2 separate regions of the Sus scrofa genome follow, and region 1 is linked to region 2. Evidence: chromatin contacts called from public HiChIP or PLAC-seq data. All regions are on one chromosome and are shown on one strand. Each heading gives the region's core, a stretch centred on a gene start, on an enhancer-like site or on the middle of the called end of the contact. The rest is flanking DNA. Distances are from core to core; before and after follow the strand shown.

Region 1 (4,653 bases), core at 1,151-3,650, 140 kb after region 2:
GAAACGAATCCAACTAGGAACCATGAGGTTGCAGGTTTGATTCCCTGACCTCGCTCAGTGGGTTAAGGATCCAGCGTTACCATGAGCTGTGGTGTAGGTTGCAGACGCGGCTTGGATCTTGCATTGCTGTGGCTGTGCTGTATGTAGGCTGGCGGCTACAGCTTCGATTGGACCTGTAGCCTGGGAACCTCCATATGCCATGACTGCGCCCTCCACCCCCCAAAAAAAGAAATGCAGGTGGTCTGTAGAAACTGGTGGAAAAGGGATCAAAATAAATTCTCCCTTAGAAACCTCTAGAAGGAAACAGCCCTGCAGATAACTTGATTTTGGCCCAATGAGACTGATTTTGGACTTCTGTTCTCCAGAGCTACAAGAGAATAAATATGTGCTGTTGGAAGCCACTAAGTTTATGGTAATTTGTTACAACAACAATAGGAGACAAACACATGGTCAGAACACCAGTTCCCTCTTGGAAGGAGAGGAGGGGTGCGTTGCCAGGAAGAGGGCACAGGCCTCTTTTCTGGAGCTGATGAGGTTCTATTATTGATCTGGGTGGTAGTTACACAAGCATAGTTATTTGATGAAAATGTATGATTTGTGGACCTTTCTGAATATATAATTCCATAAAAATTTATATATTGAAAAAAACCCACCAAAATCCTTACGGGGAGAGTATTTTACATTCTCCCACTACAGCCAGCACAGATTTGGCCAAGAAGAGGCCTGTAGCACCTGTAGCCATGAAGGTGACTCCTAAAACTTTTTTTTTTTTTTAAAGAAAAACCTATTGGGGAGTTCCCTTCATGCTCAGCAGTTAATGAACTCGACTAGGATCCATGACAATGCGGATTTGATCCCTGGCCTCGCTCAGTGGGTTAAGGATCCAGCGTTGCTATGAGCTGTGGTGTAGGTCGAAGATGAGACTCAGATCCTGCATTGCTGTGAGCTATGGTGTTGGCTGGCAGCTGTAGCTCCAATTCAACCCCTAGCCTGGGAACCTCCATATGCCTAGGGTACAGCTCTAAAAAAGCAAACAAACAAACAAACAAAAACAACAACAACAACAACAAAACAGTTTTAGTTAAATTCAAAGGTGTTAGATCAATAATTGGCTATTGAAGAGAAGCAGGATGGCTCTGGCCTTTAACGTTGACCTCCATGAGGACAGCCATGTCCCTGCACTGTGGGTGGACTGTGGGTCTGAGTCAGCGTAGCCATTGCTAGGTTATGAGGAGGAAGCAGCCCTGGTTCAGAAGCACAGGCTTCTCAGCTACCAGATGCAGGCTCTGAGCATCCAAGCATCAGCCTCACAACTACTCAGTTAATAATATCGCTAAAGACCATGTGGTTGTCTGTGGGAGCTGTCAAGGTCATAAAACCTAACATGATCTGGGAGCTGGTGACCTCATTGTCCCCAGCTTTTAGTTCCATATCTGCCCTCACCCACTGTGAGAGAGCAGGTGTTGGGCACGCCACTCCACCCATCTGAACTTTGTGCGTGGGGAAGCTACCACCACCCATACAGGGTTGTTTTGGGAGATGAATAAGAGGGGATATGAGGAGTTCCTGTCATGGCTCAGGGGTAACGAAACTGACTAGGATCCGTGAGGACTCGGGTTCGATCCCTGGCTTTGCTCAGTGGGTTAAGGATCTGGCATTGCCCTGAGCTGTGGCGTAGGTCGCAGATGCAGCTCAGATCCCATGTTGCTGTGGCTGTGGTGTAGGCCGGTGGCTACAGCTCCAATTGGACCCCTAGCCTGGGAACCTCCAAAGGCCTTGGGTGCGGCCCTAAAAAGACAAAGGAAAAAAAAAAAAGGTTTTTTTTAAGTACCTGACCCAGAGCAGGTTTTACCACTACACCAGCCCATCCCCTGCCCTTCCCTTCCTGAAGCCCCACTCCCACTGCGCACATACAGAAACAAGCTTAAGCTTTTCCTTGGGTCTCTGGGGCAGCTGGGGTGCTTGGCTTTGCCTGCTCTGGTTTGTCTGAGCCTTAGGTCAACACTTGTCTTTCCCAATTTCAGGCTGTTCTTTCTGCCCAGGCAGGCCAGTCCATGAACGCCCAACCTCCCTCTCCTTCATAGTTTGACTCCTACTCATCCTCAGGCCTCCATGGACAAGCCATTCCCTCAGAGGGATCTCTCCTGACCGATGAAATTAATTTAGTTCACTCGGCTCTTCCCTCTCATGACATTCTATTTTTCTGCCAAGATGCCCTCATAATTTGTCTTTCCATATCTATGAGTGGACTTATTTATCGAGCGATTGTCTCCCTAGTAAACCATAAACTCTGTAAGGGCAGGGCCAGTGTTTCTTTTTCTCCCCCAGCCCTGTGGTTGTTTGCAGGGCAGGCGTTCCATCAACGTGCACGGAAAGAAAGACACAAGGAATGGACCAATGAGTGTGGCTGCTCGCAACAGAGCTTTTGACTCTTGGAAACCTGCCTGGCTTGAAAATAACTCCAAGCCCAAGCAAAACTTAGGAAGTGTAATTTGAAGCAGCAAATTGTGTCTTGAACCTGTCAGTGCCAGTTCTCTGTTTTGATTTGTTTTTTTACTTCTCGGATTCAGAGTGACCTCGCCAGTCTCGACTCTACGGGGACACGTATTTCCCCCCCCCGTATTTCCCTTCTGCCCCGTAATGAGAGGCTGCCTGGGGGCTTGCTGGGCTGTGGTTTAAGAAGTCCACAGGTGGCTTCCCCTTGCTGCGGCCGGAGGGACCGTTCTGGAAGGCAGGACTGCACCCGCCTTCCCCTGCACGCTTGGCCGGAAGGTCAGATGGGGCACACGTGGTCTTCCGGTCCTGTTGGAACAGACTGACTGGTTTCTTGTGTTTTGGGCCAAATTCATTCTTACAGGAAGTAAAGCAACCCCCAAAGCATTTCTATAGTAAAGCTGGTAACAGTGCCCACCCGCTCGGCCCCCCATACTCCCCCTGGTCCGTTTTTGCCGCTTCTTGTGCACCCCAGGCCTGGATGGGTTTTCTCTTCCCAAGCCAGCTCTGTGGTTGTTTGGCAGATGGGCCCTGGGGGCTCTGGAGCTGTGGTGGCTGCAGGAAGAGAGAGCTCAGACTTACAGTCAGGCCCAGCCCCCTCTGTGAGCTCAGGCCTGTGCCCCTCCCTCACACAAGCACCTGTCAAATCCCCATCTGGGGCCTGCTTTGGAGAAGCCAGCCTCCCCTCCTACCCCCCCCCCCCCCCCCCGCACTTTCTTTCAGGGGCAGGGCTGGGAAGCCAAACACGGGGAAGGCAGGAGGGAACAAAAAACCCAAAGGAATCTGAGAGGAGCTGTACAGACCCTGTTCCCCTGCACCCCACCTTCAGGTTCAGCCCCTCTCATCACGGAGTTTTCGTGGCGGAGATTGGTTGCAATTTTTAGGGAAAATGTACAAGAGGTGAGTTAGTTGGACAATTGACAGCCCTCGCCTGCTCCAGCGAGACTGGAGGCAACTGATATGTCTGCAACCCTCCTCCGCCCCGCACCCTTGCCGGCTGGCACCTCTACTGGTTGCTCCCTTGACAGGGTGACCCAGGCCTTCATCTGTGAGGAGTCTGAACCCTGGTTACCAGGGCCGTGCCGGCTATGATTGCCGGGTCATAGTTGACACTGGGTGTGGGGGCAAACTGAAGCAGCCCTGAGTTCAGTACCTACTCCTGCCTGGCCCATGGTAGGAAGTTGAGGGCCTCCTCCTAAGGAGCAGCATTCATCATCCTGCCAGCACGGCAGCTCCTTTCTTTGCCTGATGCTCTACAGTGTGAGAATCCCCCAAATGACCAGATGGTTGCCCTAGATTTAGGTTGGATGGACTCTTCTTGTGTCCCTGCTGGAAGTATCTCCCTTCTGGGAATTAAGCTCCCTAGAACCACAGAACCTAAAGGTGTAACAAGGGGAAGCACAACTCCCTCGAATGTATGTAGGTCGCTGGGAAAGATGGTGAACAGGGTCCCTCCCACTTCCACTGCCTGGCCTTTCCTCACCTGCATCTCCGGTTCCTGTCCCCTCGGGTGCACAGGTCTGGTCCCCAGCAGGGTTGGTCTAAAGCTGCTCTCTGTGACTCTGCTGAGACCTCCCCCTGGCTGGCCTTTCTCTCCTTCCCTGTTCTGCTCCCGTTACTGGTTACCTCTAGAAGCACCTCCTTGACAAATTACTTGTGCCCAAAAAAGTCTGCTTTCTGGGGAAGCCAACCTAAGACAGACCTGGAGGTCAGGGTGAGTGGGGTGAGCAAAGAGCTCTGATTTTGAATATTTGAAATGGATGAAAGCCAGGGAGTTTGAGAAACTGGATAGAACCTTGAGCTGCAAGTTGAGGGTCCTGCTGATTGAAATGGAAAAATATGGGCCCCCAGCCTTACCACGTGTCTGATGGGGATAATGCTTTAACTTTGAGCATTATGAAAAAATAACTCTCCAAAAGTGTTCATAGCACATTTATTTAGGTCTTTTTTTTTTTTTTAAATCTTTTTAGGCCCACACCCACAGCATATGGAGGTTCCCAGGCCAGGGGTTGAATCGGAGCTGTAGCTACCGGCTTATGCCAGAGCCACAGCAATGTGGGACCTGAGCCGCATCTGCGACCTGCACCACAGCTCATGGCAACACCGGATCCTTAACCCACTGAGCAAGGCCAGGGATGGAACCCGCAACCCCGTGCTTCC
Region 2 (4,392 bases), core at 611-3,110:
TACTTATCTATCTACCTACCTACCTATCTGTCTATCTTTTTAGGGCCGAACCTGTGGCATATTGGAAGTTCCCAGGCTGGGAGTCATACTGGAGCTGTAGCTGCCAGCCTAAGCCACAGCAACATGGAATCCAAGCTGTGTCTGCAACCTACACTGCAGCTTGTGGCAATGCTGGATCCTTAACCCGCTGAGTGAGGCCGGGGGTGGAACCTGCATCCTCATGGATACTAGTCAGGTTTGTTACCGCTGAGCCACAAAGGGAGCTCCTCTATATATTTTTAAAGCTCCCAGGTAGTTATATCGTATAGTTGGGGGTGAGAACATTGTCTTAGAAAATTTAGAACGTTTGTCTGTGGAAGTTACTAACAAATTTAGTAATGACTTTGAGGCCTATTTCCACCCTTTTTCTCTACAAGGAGATTAGAAAGTGGAGTTTGCCTCCTAGAAGCTCCATATAAAAAGGGGTGTTGTTGGGAGTTTCCTGGTGGCTCATCAGGTTAAGGATCCAGGGTTTTCACTTCTTGGCTCAGGTTCGACCCCTGGCCCAGGAACTTCTGTATGCCATGGGGCATCCAAAAGAAAAAAAAGGGGGGGGTGCTGTCATAGTGGAATCTAAGAGAATGATTGGCTTCTGAGGCAAAGATGTCATTATTTAATAAACGATTTAACTACAATATCCTCTGTACTTTCTTTTGTTATAAATGATGTGGCTTCTTTAGTTTTCAACTCGCACTTGTTTTTCTAGTCTCCACTGGACCCTGGATAACTAATTTTGAAGTTTCCAGGAATTTGTAATAAGAGATGGTGCTATTTCAAGTCATTGCATAATTCTTGACATCTGAGACGCATAAACTCACTATCCCTCTTTTGTGCAACCTAATCTGATATACTAGAGGATTCTATCATGTTCCAATGCATTAATTTCTCAAAGCATGGTCTCCATACCAGCAGCATCACCTAGGAACTTGTTGGAAATTCAGGTTCTTGGGCCCAACCCTAGATGTATTGAATCAGAAACTCTGGACCCAGCAATCCGTGTTGTCAGAGGCCTCCAGGTAATTCTGCTGCAAGCTGAAGTTTGAGAACCACTGCTTTTAGTCATTTGCTGAGTCTGGAATTTTTCTGGGGACAGATTCGAAATCAAAAATCAAATTTCTCACGCCATTTTGACTTCAGAGGCCTGAAGAGTGGGAAGAGATGAACAGAGAACTTGCAGTGATATCTGTGGAGATGTAACAGAGTTCTTGGCCCTAGACAGACAGTGTAGACTTTCCATAGGTCCTTGTTGCCATGTAGCTTTCTGTGTAGTCAAGGGCACCAGCACCCCCGCCCCGTCCCCCACCAAAGGATCCTTTCAGGTGCACAGAGGAAGCCAAGTGTTCATCCCAGTGCATGTACTGTGTTCAGAGGACTTGTGTTTAGGTTGGATTCTTGTCATTTTGTGATCTCTTCTCCTCGTTTGTTTTGGTCTTGGGGGAACATTTCCTGGTTTAAGACCAGCATCGGATAGGGGGTAGTTCCCTGACTCATCTGCAGACGGACGTGGGACATGTGGGAGAGAGATAAGATTAAAATGTGCTGGGTGTAATCAGTGTGAGAGGGCCAGTGACGTGAAGGGGAAAGTGGTGCTGCTTCGTGTTGAGGGCAGAGGCGAGGCAGTGGTGAGGAGATGGTGTTCACCTTGGCCTAGAGTCTTAATGACGCGTGGCCTCTCCCACCACAAGGCGAAGCCGGGTAAAGATGCAGACACCTTATTGCTGCTTATCAGTATCATTGGATTCTGGAGTCCATTAAACTGGGCCTCTTGAGTAGCCATATCAAACTTAGCTGATGGCTTTAGGAATATAAATAGTGCCAAGAACAGTGGGTTGGCCAGGTCTTGAAAGTTCATTTCAGGACCTTCTAGCAGCTGCTTCAGGATGTTGCCTGAGATTCGTGAATAATCTTATATCTGACGGAGTGAGAAAAAAAACCAGGGTGAGTTTGGATTACAAATTTTTCAGCTATTAGTAGTATACCTTTTCCTCTGTGAAGCCCTATCCATGACCACATGAGCTTCAGAGGGACAGTGATCTGTGTTTTCTTCCTGGGGATGGAGAGGGCAAGCAAGTCACTCTCCAGGATTCACCACGATTCTTGGAAAGGATCAAGAAAGCAGGTTTAGGGGTTGGAACATCAGAAGGTTCACGCAGTGGTGGGGAAGCTGCATTGACAGACTTAGGTCTGGGGCCAGAATGTGGAGGAGAGTCCTAGCTGTGCGTCAGTAATGCTCTCAGCAGCGTTTAGAATTGGACTTCAGGCGAGTGCTCAGCCTTTTAAAGAAGGCGGAAGTCATTCAGCTTGGTGAGATCTTGAGTGCCCGTGGTGGTGACATGCTCCCCAAAGCTGCCACTGCCCACAGATGAAATGACGCATGTCAGTTCGCATCCATTTTGGGTTTCCTGAAGGATGGGCTGCTGCTTGCATGTTTGGGGGAGTGGGTGGGGTTGGTGGTGGTGATAGTGGTGTTTGTTGAAAAGAAATCTGGCGTTAAGGATGCATTTACAGAGGAGTAAAGTGCCTTATGGAACAATCAGGCTCAAAAGAAAAAGCCTGCCTGGCAGCCATGAAGAAGGCCTGGCTTCCAGCCCAAGGATCAGAGGGATCCGAGTCTTTGGCTCCCATGGCCCAGTTCTGAAGATGGAAATAAGGGACATCAATATGCTCAACCATTCTTTAGAAATCCCCTCCAGGAGTCTGTAGAGGAGGCTTTTGGTTTGGGGGAGAACTGCCCTGGGCCCTTAGTTATATGGGGAAGGTTGTGGGTGACATTAGGAAGCTTTTATCCCCTCCCCTTCAAAAAAGGGCAAAAGCAATTATATCTTCTCTGCATTGGAGCAAATGGGTGTGATAACACTCATAGCCTTCGGCTGACTCTTCCTTTTCATGACTGTAACTAAAAGCTACTGGTTTTTTTTTTTTTTTTTTTTTTTTTTTTCCTTTTGCCTTTTCTAGGGCTGCTCCCAAGGCATATGGAGGTTCCCAGGCTAGGGGTTGAATTGGAGCTGTAGCCACCGGCCTACGCCAGAGCCACAGCAACGCAGGATCTGAGCCGCATCTGCGACCTACACCACAGCTCACGGCAACACCGGATCCTTAACCCACTGAGCGAGGCCAGGGATCAAACCCACAACCTCATGGTTCCTAGTCAGGTTCATTAACCACTCCGCCACGACAGGAACTCCTAAAAGCTACTGTTAATGAACATTTATTATGTGCCTGGCACTGCTGTGGGTTTTATGCACATCAGCTCTTCTTTATGGATGGGAAATCGGAGGTCCAGGGTGTTTATGTGACAGGGTCAAGGCCATGCACTTGGTAAGTGATAGAGGTGGGACTACCTCTATCAGCATATCTTTCTCTACTTTGACTAACTAAACTCCCAAATCAATAATTAACCCATTAGGGATTAGGGATTTTGATTTTATAAAACTGCCTGAGCCTTTCCTTGGCTGTTCTGTCCTACCATATCTCTCATTTTGGCTTAAAAGCGCAAGGAGGGGAATTGGCACGACCTTCTGTTCAGGTTGAGGCAGGTATGTAATACCTGGCTGGGTGCTCTTTCAGAACCCAGGAGAACAGACTTGAGTGTGTGGTTGTAGATGAGCATCCACTGTGAACAGAGAGGGCTTTTAAGACTTGCATTCTGGTGAAATGTAATTATTCTTGGGGCTGAGGCTCGCCACATTTTCTCCAGGCTGTAAAGCAGATGTAAGTGATAGTCCTTGCACTCCTCATCCCCACCTGAAAAAGAAGAAATCACCTTTCCTTCTTTGTTGGTGCAGCATAGGCCATTTATTTACTAGCCACTGCAAGTGCCTGCCAGCTGCATTTAGATTAAATGTGGGTCTCACCCTAAACACCGTGTTGTCCAAATGTGAGGGGCAGGCCCAGCAGGCTTGTGACTTGTCCTAGTGAGTGGAAGCGAAGGGCAGGTGTGTGTCACGAAGCCCATGGTCCCAGCCCCGTGTGCTATTGGGTATTTTTTACACTCGAGAATTCACATGGAAGTTTTTATATGGAGTTGTGAGAACTCAAAAACATCTCTTTTCTCAGTCATTTGACTAATAATGTTTTGAAAATAGTTGAAAATTTTGCTTTCTGCAGGTAAACAGAGATGCCCTAGAAGATTTAAAAGAAAAACCATCTGAAGCGTAAGATAATGCATTTATCCTATTTAACTTAATACCTTTTGGTTAGGTTTTTGTCATGTAGATAAGTGACTCCTTCAGAAGATGTGGGGTTATTTCTTTTTTGAAGGGGCAATTTTCAGGGCAGACTGTTGATGTCTTACGTCCTTTCTTCATGTATATTAAGATAGGAAAGCCACGTCTGACCCCACCCTCCACCTGT

Evidence for each region. HiChIP or PLAC-seq counts read pairs in DNA pulled down with a chosen protein or histone mark.
Region 1: a contact with region 2 is called in an H3K27ac HiChIP or PLAC-seq map of skeletal muscle. The contact joins two enhancer-like sites. A contact is called at or near these places in 4 of 47 Hi-C or Micro-C datasets (mesenteric adipose tissue, omental adipose tissue, retroperitoneal adipose tissue and 1 more) and 1 of 2 datasets of contacts at active chromatin or transcription factors (skeletal muscle).

The regions. Positions count from the first base shown.
Region 1 is chr1:74,781,946-74,786,598 of Sscrofa11.1, forward strand. The region is part of intron 1 of LOC106508915 (a long non-coding RNA gene); the gene reads left to right. Among named protein-coding and RNA genes, the nearest start is that of ARMC2, 140 kb to the right of the region's middle. Within about 2 kb of position 2,401, at least 17 of the 83 cell types and tissues checked have an H3K27ac peak or open chromatin away from gene starts, as enhancers often do. A contact at or near this core is called in skeletal muscle, where this site is marked.
Region 2 is chr1:74,645,946-74,650,337 of Sscrofa11.1, forward strand. The region is part of intron 1 of FOXO3 (forkhead box O3); the gene reads left to right. Among named protein-coding and RNA genes, the nearest start is that of FOXO3, 18 kb to the left of the region's middle. Within about 2 kb of position 1,861, at least 8 of the 83 cell types and tissues checked have an H3K27ac peak or open chromatin away from gene starts, as enhancers often do. A contact at or near this core is called in skeletal muscle, where this site is marked.